Linked DNA regions of Ovis aries: region 2 is linked to region 1. A link is a contact called in public Hi-C data. All regions are on one chromosome and are shown on one strand. The core of a region is the stretch at or near the end of the contact, and the rest is flanking DNA. Distances in the headings are between cores, read along the strand shown.

The links. A called contact is a pair of places that touch in the nucleus more often than the background predicts.
Region 2: a Hi-C map of muscle shows a contact between it and region 1, with 4 times the contacts expected there. The contact joins the enhancer-like site here to the promoter of SLC7A7 in region 1. A contact is called at or near these places in 6 of 16 Hi-C or Micro-C datasets (blood, mesenteric adipose tissue, muscle and 1 more).

The regions. Positions count from the first base shown.
Region 1 is chr7:21,807,708-21,813,255 of ARS-UI_Ramb_v3.0, forward strand. SLC7A7 (solute carrier family 7 member 7) reads left to right here and starts at 2,338. Exons shown (of 11, transcript XM_060418965.1): 1 at 2,338-2,501; 2 at 3,224-3,294.
Region 2 is chr7:22,042,837-22,048,384 of ARS-UI_Ramb_v3.0, forward strand. DAD1 (defender against cell death 1) reads left to right here. Exons shown (of 3, transcript XM_004010356.5): 2 at 109-283. The coding sequence ends at 239. Among named protein-coding and RNA genes, the nearest start is that of DAD1, 15 kb to the left of the region's middle. Within about 2 kb of position 2,560, at least 2 of the 54 cell types and tissues checked have an H3K27ac peak or open chromatin away from gene starts, as enhancers often do. A contact at or near this core is called in muscle, where this site is marked.

The sequences.
Region 1 (5,548 bases), core at 1,088-3,587:
ATTAATATAGTCACTATGGAAGACAGTATGGAAGTGCCTTAAAAAACTAGGAATAAAACCACCATACGACCCAGCAATACCACTTCTAGGTATGTACCCTGAAGAAACCAAAACTGAAAAAGACACATGTACCCCAATGTTCGTTGCTGCACTATTTACAACAGCTAAGACATGGAAACAACCTAGATGTCCTTCGACAGATGAATGGATAAAGAAGTTGTGGTACATATACACAATGGAATATCACTCAGCCATTAAAAGGAGCACATTTGAGTCAGGTCTAATGAGGTGGATGAACCTAGAACCTATTATACAGAGTGAAGTAGGTCAGAAAGAGAAAAATATCATATATTAACACATATATATGACTTCTAGATGGATGGTACTGATGAAATGTCTCAGAGCAGCAATGGAGACACAGACACAGAGAACAGACTTATGGACAAGGGTGGGGGAAAAGAGGGAGAAGGTGAGATGAATAGAGTAGTATGGAAGAATATACACTAACAGGTGTAACTAGAAAGCCAGTGGGAATTTGTTGTATGACTCAGGGAACTCAGACTGGGGCTCTGTAACAACCTAGAGGGGTGGGAATGGGCAGGAGGTGGGAGAGAGATTCAAGAGCGAGGGGGGCATATGTACACCTATGGTTAATTCATGTTAATGTATGACATAAATCAAATTGTAAAGAAATCACCAGAGATAAATAAATGTTAGAAAAAAATGTAGACAGTATGAACTCCACATGCAAAAGTGAACACATGTACTAGTTTAATAGCTGAGGGAGTCGAGGAGCCAGGGCAGGAGGATTTCAGGGCAGGATGGGAAGCTAAATCTGAAAAACTGGGGAATGTGGGAGGGGAAAGGTCTTTGGAAGGAAGATAAGTTCAGCCTTTGACGTGGTTAGAGTGATGTGGCAGGGGGATAATCTGTGGGTTGTAAATAGCAGGAAATAGGTGTTAGGATTTTGAGAGAGAGAGAAAGAGAACTCTAGGTGCTGACAGCTAACATCATCAGCATTCTCAGGGACCTTATAGAACACTGTTGCGGGGGTGGGGGAGGGGTTTGGCACTTGGACAGCACTCCTCAGTGACTTCAACCAGGCTCTAAGCCACAGGAAAGCGGCTTCATCATCCCCTAACTCAAAGTCTTTCAACCTCTGGACTTCATCTGACAAAAGCTGGAGGTAACAATGGTGAGAAATATCAGGAATTTGAGCTTCATGTCTTTCCCCTTAAAGTCCTTTGCCTCTCAAGGGCGTCACACCATGGCCTGTATTTGGCATTAACATTTTGTTTAACCACTGATGTTTTTATCGAACACGTTTATTCGTTTATTCAAATATCGTTCTGTCAGGTCTGTATACAGTAATTTCTGTACAAGTGCACTGAGAATTTTGGTTCTTTTTAAACTGTTGTGATGAATAATAATGACTTTGGAGAAAAAACATAAGTAAGGCTGACTCTGGGTGGCTAATTCCACCTCATTTTGCAACCTCTTCCCCTTTCAGCATTCGGTGACTAAATTCTAAGACTGAAGAAGAGCGAACTATTTAGGAAGTTTCTTGTTTCACATTCCTTCTTAGGACAGCTCAAGAAAGATCTAAATCACTGTCACTCTATACAAGAACTGTGGGAACTGACAGTCATAAACCACCCACTCACACAATACGTAGCTTTGCATATTATTTCCTTATTGCTTATTTAATTTATTGTAACATATTCCTTTTCTTTTACCATGGCTGTTAATTCCTTGCTCATTCAGTATAGGCTAAATTGTGTGTTGAAGCCCCAGCTTCAACATGGGTAAATTATAACCTCAGGGCTACACTTTTTTTTTCTTACCTTGTCCCTGGGAAGTCTCTTAAGCTATGTGCTTTTCCATCAGACAGGTCTTGAAGGTGGGTGGTTCGCTATGAATCTCGGCAGCGAATCTTTGGCTTTAAAATATGCCAAAGCTGGACTGTCCATAAGGTATACAAAAGGAAATTGTATTATTTACAAGTCATCTTTTAGTTTTAATACGTGGTGAAACATTTCTAGGTTCCTTTCCTTGAATTAGCCCAGCAACTCCCTCTTTTATTGGGTCCAAGGAAGGTGCGGTGGGGACTCCAGCCTCTGCTCGGACATCTTTGGTTACGTGCTGCCTCCTGGCGGCGGCTCTACGGCCTGACACCTTCCAGCCGGGTGGAGACCACTTGCTTTAATTTGGGATCTCGAAGCTGACGCAACAGCTTCCCCGAGGGGGCGGAGAGTTGAGTCGCCCTTCCGGGAGACCCCCTCCCCTGGCTCCTAGGGGGAACGTCTCCCTCCCCTCCCCCACGGGGCTTTGCGGTCCAGAGTCCCTCCGGACTTTCAGCCGAGAACGCCTCGGGGCTGGAGGCAGGGTTGCCAGGGTTTGGGGCCCTCGCCCAGACCCTCCTCGGGCCCAAGAGCTCGAGCTGGATTGGGAGGGAGGGAAGAGGAAGCTGAACGCTCGTGGGGCGGAGGACGCCTCTAAGGGTATCCGCGGTCATTTTCATTTCCCAAGGGCAGCGCAGCTCTGGCTGAGGACAGGGCAGGGGAGCGGGTTGCGAGGCCTCTCGGTTCCCAACCTTTGCGATCTTCGACTACACCCACCACAATCCCTCCCACCCCACCCCCCACTCCCCATCCCCCCCATCCTCTTCTAGCGCCTCCTGCAGCCCGGGGAGGGGCGGGGGCTGCTTGGCCAGGTGGAGGGAACCAAGGGGTCCAGGTGAGGTGAGGCCCTGGTGCCCCAGCGCAGAGCCCGCCTCGGCCTCCGCAGCCAGATCTGGGCATCGGGTGCTAACCGAGCTCTCCAGAGGGCTGTGGGGACGGGCGGTGGCTGGGTCGGGGTTGGGAAGGCGAGACCTTGGGGCTGCAGACACGGAACCGTGGGCCGAAAGAGGGAAGTAACGGGCAACGACGGGGACGACGTCAAGGGGCGGGGCCGGCGAGCGAGGCTGGGGGCAGAGTGGGAGACCCGGGCAAAGGTGAGCGCGGCGCGCCGGCCCGGCGGGGGCGGGGCGGGGGAGGGGGAGGGGCGCGGGGCGCGGCGGGGGCGGGTCTGGGAAAAGAGTTCCCGCTGAAGGGTTTGCGGTTCCACTCTGCTGGAACCCACCTGCATCTGCGTGAACCTGAGCACTCGCCTCACTCCGCCTTCGTCCCCTCTGCCCTTTCACCGCTTCGCTGACGTCGCGCCTTGTTCTCGCCGCGCCCAGACCGGCCACCTGAGCTGGGTGTGGGACAGCAGCACAGAGCTTCCGATCGATCGGGAAGGCGCGTTAATGAGGTGCTTTTTGTTTTTGTTTTCCCATTGATGAAACAGAAAGTCCCTTTCAAATCATTCTAGGCCTTCCAGTAAAACTGAGAAAACTATACTTTTTCCTTCCCTTCAACCCATTACTATCAAAAAGAGTAGATACCTTTCAAAGTTGCTTGGGAGCCAGGCCAGCAGCAGCATAGAAGGGCCTGAAGAGCAAGTGCAAGACATTCCCGGAGCTCAACTTGGAAACCAGTCTAGGAAGAAAGGCATTATTCATCCAGTTATTCTTCCAGCAAACCCTTCTTTGACTGTCCACACGGACCCTGCGCTGGGGGTACCGGTGGATGAAGAAGCTCTGGTGGGGCTGCGTTCTAGTGGGGGAAGTGATAACAGACAAACCCCAGGTGGTAGCCAGTGCCTTTGAAGAAAAGTCAGGCATGGTGAAGGGGATGGAGATTGGCTGAAGGAAGAAGTTACCCCTTCTGAGACTCCTCAGGGAAGGTCTCTTGAGAGTGGTGTTTAAGCACAGACCTGAATGGAATGAGTGAGAGAAGGAGCAATATCATGGGGAAGAATGTTCCAGGCCAAGGGAACAGCAAATGCAGACGCCTTGAGATGTCAGGGCTTGTGTAGCAACAGCAAGGGGGGTCAGCGTGGCTGGAGTGAGGGGTAGTGGAGGTAGGGGCCAGTGCCAACAGGGGCAGCCTTAGGACTGTCTTCCTAGGATTTCCCTCATTTACAACTTGGACCTGAGTCCAGGGTGGGATTAAGGGGCAGGCCAGCTGGGCAAGCAGGCTGGGTCTAAAAGGGCACTAAATTATCCTGGAGTAATTCAGACTTTTGGAGCCAATGAGCTCTGATTTCTGTCTTTTGGTGCACTGTAAGTTGGCTCCCTTCCACTGACAGAATCCTTGATGACTGCTTACCTAGACCACCTGTCTCTAGACTAATTGTGCAACATGCAGGCACAGGTATTAATACAAGTTGCCTAAAGGCAGTGATCACAGCTGGAATTCGGAAAATGCTGCACCTCGCTGTGAAGTGCCACTCCCTGAGACTTGTGCTATTGTCTACATTCAGAATCATTTGATATGCCCACCAAGAAACTGTCTGCTTCAGAAAACTGCATGTAATGAATTCATGCCTTAAACTCTACTCTTGAAAGAATGAGACTTCCAATTTTTATTCTGTCGGTATTCCCCCACTTCTGCTAAGCAAACATTCAACAGATATTTAAATAATCTTGGTTTGAGGGGGTGCCAACTCATTAGATTGCCCAGGGTGCCAGGGCTTGCTCTGGTCCACTTGCCTGGCTCTTACCTGGGTTGCCACGCATCACCTGAACCGGTTGGGGACCTGAGGTGTGAGTAGGTTTGCTTAGTGTTTGGGTACGCATGTGGCCGTGCCCCCTACAACTGGCCTTCCTTGGCACCTGTTGCCTTATATAGGGATTGAAGTGGCTGAGGCTTTTGAGATGGGAGCACAGAGTTCTAATGCCCTAACCGTGGATCTTGTGCCCTGCACAGGAGCACGGATAGTATGTGAGTGGGAGTTGAGCAGGGAATGGAATGAGGGGCTACGGGAAAAGGGAATCAAGGGGCTTCCCTTGTGGCTCAGTGGTAAAGAATCCACCTGCAGTGCAGGAGACACAGGAGACATAGGTTTGATTCCTGGACTGGGAAAATCCTCTGGAGGAGGGCATGGCAACCCTCTCCAGTATTCTTGCTTGGAGAATCCAATAGACAGAGGAGCCTGGTGGACTACAGTCCACGGGGTCACAAAGAGTCTGAAGCCACTGAGCATGCACACATGCAAAGGGCATCAAGAGAGTACCCTAGGTCACTGGGAGAACTTAAGAACTGAGTAAATGTAGGACAACCAGGTACTTCAGGGACCGAGGCAGGTGGGGGGAGGGACTGAGGCTCTGAGTGGAAAAGGTGCCTGGAGGCAGGCAGCCGTTGCGGTCCTCAGGGTCTGAACAGGCAGTCCCAGCTTCAACTCTTTCCCTGGCTCCTCCCCACTGCCGGCCAGAGTCACACATGTGTTTTCCTGTTTTCCGTTTCGGTCCCCGGAGTCACCCTCTGCCTTTTCTGCTCCTCAGAGTCAACAGTTACTGGAGCTTGAGCCTTACCCCTTGTTCCCTTTCCCAGCACTGGCCCCTCTTCCAGAGTGCTGGTAGCTCCTCCTTGCACTTGCCCAAAGGTCTCAGACAGGTAAGTGATGGGCTGGGAGGGACAATGGGCAAGAGGGAAGGTGCATACCAGAGGAGAATGGAGTGAGT
Region 2 (5,548 bases), core at 1,310-3,809, 240 kb after region 1:
TTAATTACTTCTGTTGGAATAGAATTATTGGGTCAGAGGGTCTGAGTATGTGCATTAGTCATACATGTTACATACTTGATAATCATTTTTGTTTTTGTTCTTATACAGTTTGTCTGAGAATACAGATCAACCCACAAAACAAGGCAGATTTCCAAGGCATCTCCCCAGAGCGAGCCTTTGCTGATTTTCTCTTTGCCAGCACCATCCTTCACCTTGTCGTCATGAACTTTGTTGGCTGAATCATTCCTGTTTACTTAACTGAGGAGGAGGAGACTAGAAGAATGTAAGTGATGATCTTAGCGCTTATCACATGATGTTGATTTTAGGAATAGAGATTGGAGGGGGCTGGTTTTGATCATGGTTGGCAGAGTTCCCATAGTGCTGATGAGAGCTTTGCAGAATTTTCCATATCGGTCTGCAAAGTTTGTGTTAATATCATCATGATTCATCAGTGCTGCTGATCTTGGTCATTGCCTTCTCTTCTCACAGTTCTGGAAATCATTAAGATAGCAGAAAATGGGAGTTTGCTTGTAGCTAATACATTAATTTCTGTACCAATAACCCCATGAAAATAACTCTGAGATCTTGGAAGAGACATAAATTGTAGATTTTGGTTTTAGTTTTGCTCTATAATTTTTTTTCTGATATTGATCCCAGATGACTTCAAATGCTGAGCCATTGTTCCCATAGTACCTAGTATAGTGCTTACACCTGATACACGTGTAGTATATACTAAATGAATGATAGCTTCATGATGACAGCTTCTTGCTAATACATGTGCTAAATTAAAAATTAATGGGAAAATTGGATTAGCTTGGGAGAACACCATAAAATAATGAGATGCTATTTGGTTCACTTGTCAGTTTTCCTTTTTTTTTTTTTAAGCAGTAGAGCTCTTTTATTTTCTAAGTATCTCATCAGTTCAGTTCCTCAGTCGTGTCCGACTCTTTGCGACCCCATGAATCGCAGCACGCCAGGCCTCCCTGTCCATCACCGACTCCCGGAGTCCACCCAAACCCATGTCCATTGAGTCGGTGATGCCATCCAGCCATCTCATCCTCTGTCATCCCCTTCTCCTCCTGTCCTCAATCTTTCCCAGCATCAGGGTCTTTTCAAATGAGTCAGCTCTTCGCATCAGGTGGCCAAAGTATTGGAGTTTCAGCTACAGCATCAGTCCTTCCAATGAGCACCCAGGACTGATCTCCTTTAGGATGGACTGTTTGGATCTCCTTGTAGTCCAAGGGACTCTCAAGAGTCTTCTCCAGCACCATAGTTCAAAAGCATCAATTCTTCGGATCTCAGCTTTCTTTATAGTCCAACTCTCATATCCATACATGACAACTGGAAAACCATAGCCTTGACTAGATGGACCTTTGTTGACAACGTAATGTCTCTACTTTTTAATATGCTGCCTAGGTTGGTCATAACTTTTCTTCCAAGGAGCAAGCGCCTTTTAATTTCATGGCTGGAATCACCATCTGCAGTGATTTTGGAGCCCCCAAAATAGAATCTCAATATATTAAAATGGCAGAGGAGCCAGGGTTGTTTTCATTGACAGAGTTGAAAAGCCCTCTTTGCTTGGGCTCCCCTCGTGTGTAGTATGCTCTCCCCTCCATCCTTCCCTCCTAAGCAGAATCCTAAAGCTCTGAGAAGCACTTGACTCTGTATTAATACTTATTTTATGTATGAGGAAAGGGAGTTTCACAACAGTCTACTGGGTTTGCTTGGCCATGCAGCTCAGTGGTAGCAGAGCAGTGTCCTAGCCCAGTGGTGCTCTTCCAATATCCTTCGTTGCCTACTGATGAGTAAATGCGCTCTATTCTCTGCCGTTCCCCTATGGAATTAAATGTTGCTATTACTGGGGTAGAGAAAAGAGAACTTTAGGAAATGTTACCCCCTCTGGGGGAAGAGGCCCAACCTTTTTCTGTTGTACTTGGAAAGCTGTCATTTTTGTATTAATCAGAAATCTTAACACATGAGTTACAATAGCCATGGGCAAGGTAAGTGTAATAATGTGACTGACTGTACTTCAATTTCTGTCATATGTCAGTCAGTTACTTAGTATATTACACAAAGCCTTTCCATTTTTTATACTGTCTCAAAAACAGTTCTGTTAGTTCAGGTGAAGTTTCACTTTTGGCAACAGTTGAGTTGAGAGATGGTTTATATCAGTGACAGAGGTTGAGAACCACTTCTTTCTACTATCCTAATACAGTTGAATTTTTTGGAGACCTGATCAGGACTTGAATTGTTCTCTCATATGCCAGTTAATGCCTTGATACTGGGAATACAAAGAAAAGGAAAATATAGTCCCTGCCTTCAGGGAGTGAACAGTCTAATGGAGAAGCCACGTACCCACAGCAGTTAGAGCCGTGCTAAAGACCTGACCAAAGTGCTGTGGGGGCTGAGAGAGGGTGGCTGCCATGCTACCTGGGAGCAGAGGCCGCAGGCGAGGTGTCTGACCAGTGACGGCTTCTTCAGTGCAGGTGGAAAGCTTAGCCAGCAACACTGACCTTTATTGGCCTGTGAACATCCTGAGCAACCCCGGGCTCCGATAGCAAACTTGCTGGAAAGGTCATAAGTCTTCTGATTGCCTTACTCTAAAAGCAGTGCCTTACTTCACAGCAATGCCTTAGTCTAAAAAGGAAATGCCTTACTCCTTTTTAGATGAGTCATGGTGGTGTATGCTTTAACAAGGGGACAGAGCATACAGTCCAAGGATGTTCTCTAGGATCAGGGAGGTACCAAATCGTGAAAAATTATCTCTTAGGGCTGTCATGATTGGAAGAGGACTCTGCTGCAGAGAGCTTGGTATTTCAAAATTATGACAAAAACAGACAAAAAAGCAGGCTCAGCAGAAACTGCATACGGTAGCCCATATTAGCGACCTAGGGCCACCTGTTCAGTTTGGAATTATGGGTCCAGGGTACAGCATAATCTTCCAATCCCAGATTACAGTGTTGAATCATTCTATAGAGGGTATACTCATAGAGAATTCTTCTGTGGGGGACTCATCAGGGTTTTTTTTTCCCAGAGGTCTTTCATTGACATACAGTATACTGTCCTGCTCTCAATCTTCAAATAGACATTTTTCTGCTATTTTTCTGTGTTTCTAATTCAGTTCTATGTGTGGTGTCCTAAAACATTTTAAAAAATGGTTTTTAAGTTTTTCAATATTTATATCAGAGGGTACAATAAAAATGTAATACTTTCCATATTTGCCAAGTATGTTGGGAGTTGGGTATAAAAAGAATAAACATCTATAAGCATAGTGTACGGCTCTTTGTGAATTTCGGGGTAGCATTTAAAACCAGCAGCGACTCTGAAAAAGGCAGATCAGAAGAAAATGGCACTGAGTTAAAGAAATGTTTTCAAAGAGAAGTAAGGAAGTTAGCAGACAGTGAATGCTCACATGGATCAGGTTTTAAGTGCTTCTTATTCTGTCCTATTTTATTTTCAGAACGACCTCTTGAGGATAAACTTGCTAATGCCATTTATGAATGGGAAACTGAGATTCAAAGAGCCTTACTGGAAATCTTTTAAGTCTGATAATCCAGTCTGATGTCAAAAAATGTTTTTAATCTCTCTTTTCGCTTGTGTTACTTGCTCAGTCTGGTCTGACTGTTTGCAACCCCACGGACTGTAGCCCACCAGGCTCCTCTGTCCATAGGGATTCTTCAGGCAAGGATATCGTAGTGGGTTGCCATTTTCTTCTCCAGGGAATCTTCCCGACACAGGGAAACCTGGGTCTCCTGCACTGCAGACAGATTCTTTACCATCTGAGCCACCAGGGAAGCCCTAACTTTGCTTAAAATTGCTTGTTGTGGGAACTTCCCTGGTGGTCCAGTGGCTAAGATTCCGTGCTCCCAATGAAGGGGGTTGGGTTCGGTCCCTGTCAGAGAATTAGATCCTACATGCTGCAACTAAGAGTTCCTTCACCGCAAGTGAGGGTCCTGTACCGCAACTAAAGATCCGGCGTGCTGCAATGAAGATTGAAGATCCTGCGTGCTGCAACCAAGACCTGGGGCAGTCAATAAATACATATTAAAAAAAAGAAAGAAAATCACCCTTCTTAAAATAATTGCTTATTATAAAGTATTTGACAATTGCACAGTCAGAGAAATGTGTTTAAAATGTGGCCACAGTTATTTTACCACCATCTTTTCCTTAATTACTTACTTTCTTTGCTTGTATGACAATGGTAAAAATACAGAAAAGTACAGAGAATAATATAACACCCCCATATTCATTACTTGCAATGAACAGATTTTGAACAGAAACTAAGCTAAAGTTCCTTTGAATCCCTTCAGTCCCCATTGTTTCTCTCTGCTGTAAGACTTTACTGTCTTCTTGAAATTTATAAATATATAAAAACTACTGTTAACACAAACTTGTCTAAACTTCAGACTTTGTGGCCCCCTGAAAACATGTCCAGAGATAGCAGAGTGAGAAATCTGTGGTAGAAGTTAGCTGTTCAGTTGGCAACACTGGTATAGGTGGCTATTCCTGGGGTCAAGAATAGACTTTATAATATTTAAAAAATTATTATAAAAAGGAAAAATGCTCCTAGTGAGCTTCTGAGTTGGGAGAATCCTTGCACCACTCAAGTGATGGTATTTGGCACTTAGGTGGCAGTAAGTCTGTTTTGAATGCATCGTATTCAGTAGATTTGAATAAAGATTTACATAACTACAGGTGAATATTTCCTGTTTTGTTTTTCCATGTCTCCTTGTGAAATTCTTTTCAGAAAATGTCAGCCTACCTCAAGTGTTTGGAAGGGAAGAGAGACTTAGCTACATTGGATCACAGCTTGGGAAGGGAAGTTCAGAGGGAAGAGCGAGCAGGGCTTTGACAAAGGGACACACCTGAGCTTGGCAGGGTGCTTAGCCTGGGGGAGATAATTTGCCACCAGCTTGTGCTGAAACCTTATTAGTGTTACTTTGTCTTTATGGTGGAGGCGGTTCTACGGGTCTTTAAAAATTCAGTGTTTAATCCTGGCTGAAGCGAGGGTGCTGCAAGGCTGGGCAGAACATAACTCTGACTAATGGAATTATATTCCAACAAGCAATTGCTGTTGGCTTTTCGAATTCATCAGTAAATATCAGTACTATAGTAATCTAGAAAACTACCTCTAAAGGGAATCTTAATGTTATTTTTTAGGCTCTACTGCCACCTAGTGGCTTGTACATTTCATGGCTGAGAGAATATACTACAAGCTCAAAAGAGAAACTGAGTTTAGGGGAAGAGACCACAAATACCTTTGTGATAAAACCTAGTTTCTTTCCAGTCACAGGAGGGCAGCAGAGGTCCAGGTGGGCCTAGATGTTAGGTGGGGGTTGCTTTACATTCTGACCAGAAGTGGGCAGTGTCGAGTGAGGCACAAAAGGGTATGCAACCTTACAGTGACCCTAGGATTTTGTTACATGTGAAGAACAAGTGTACAGTGGCCCGCAGACGTACTTTTTATTTCTTTTTCTTATCTTGTCAGTTCAGGAGCTCCCGTTTTGGCTTATTCTAGACCTGTTTCTGACTTGATGGACAGGAGTTG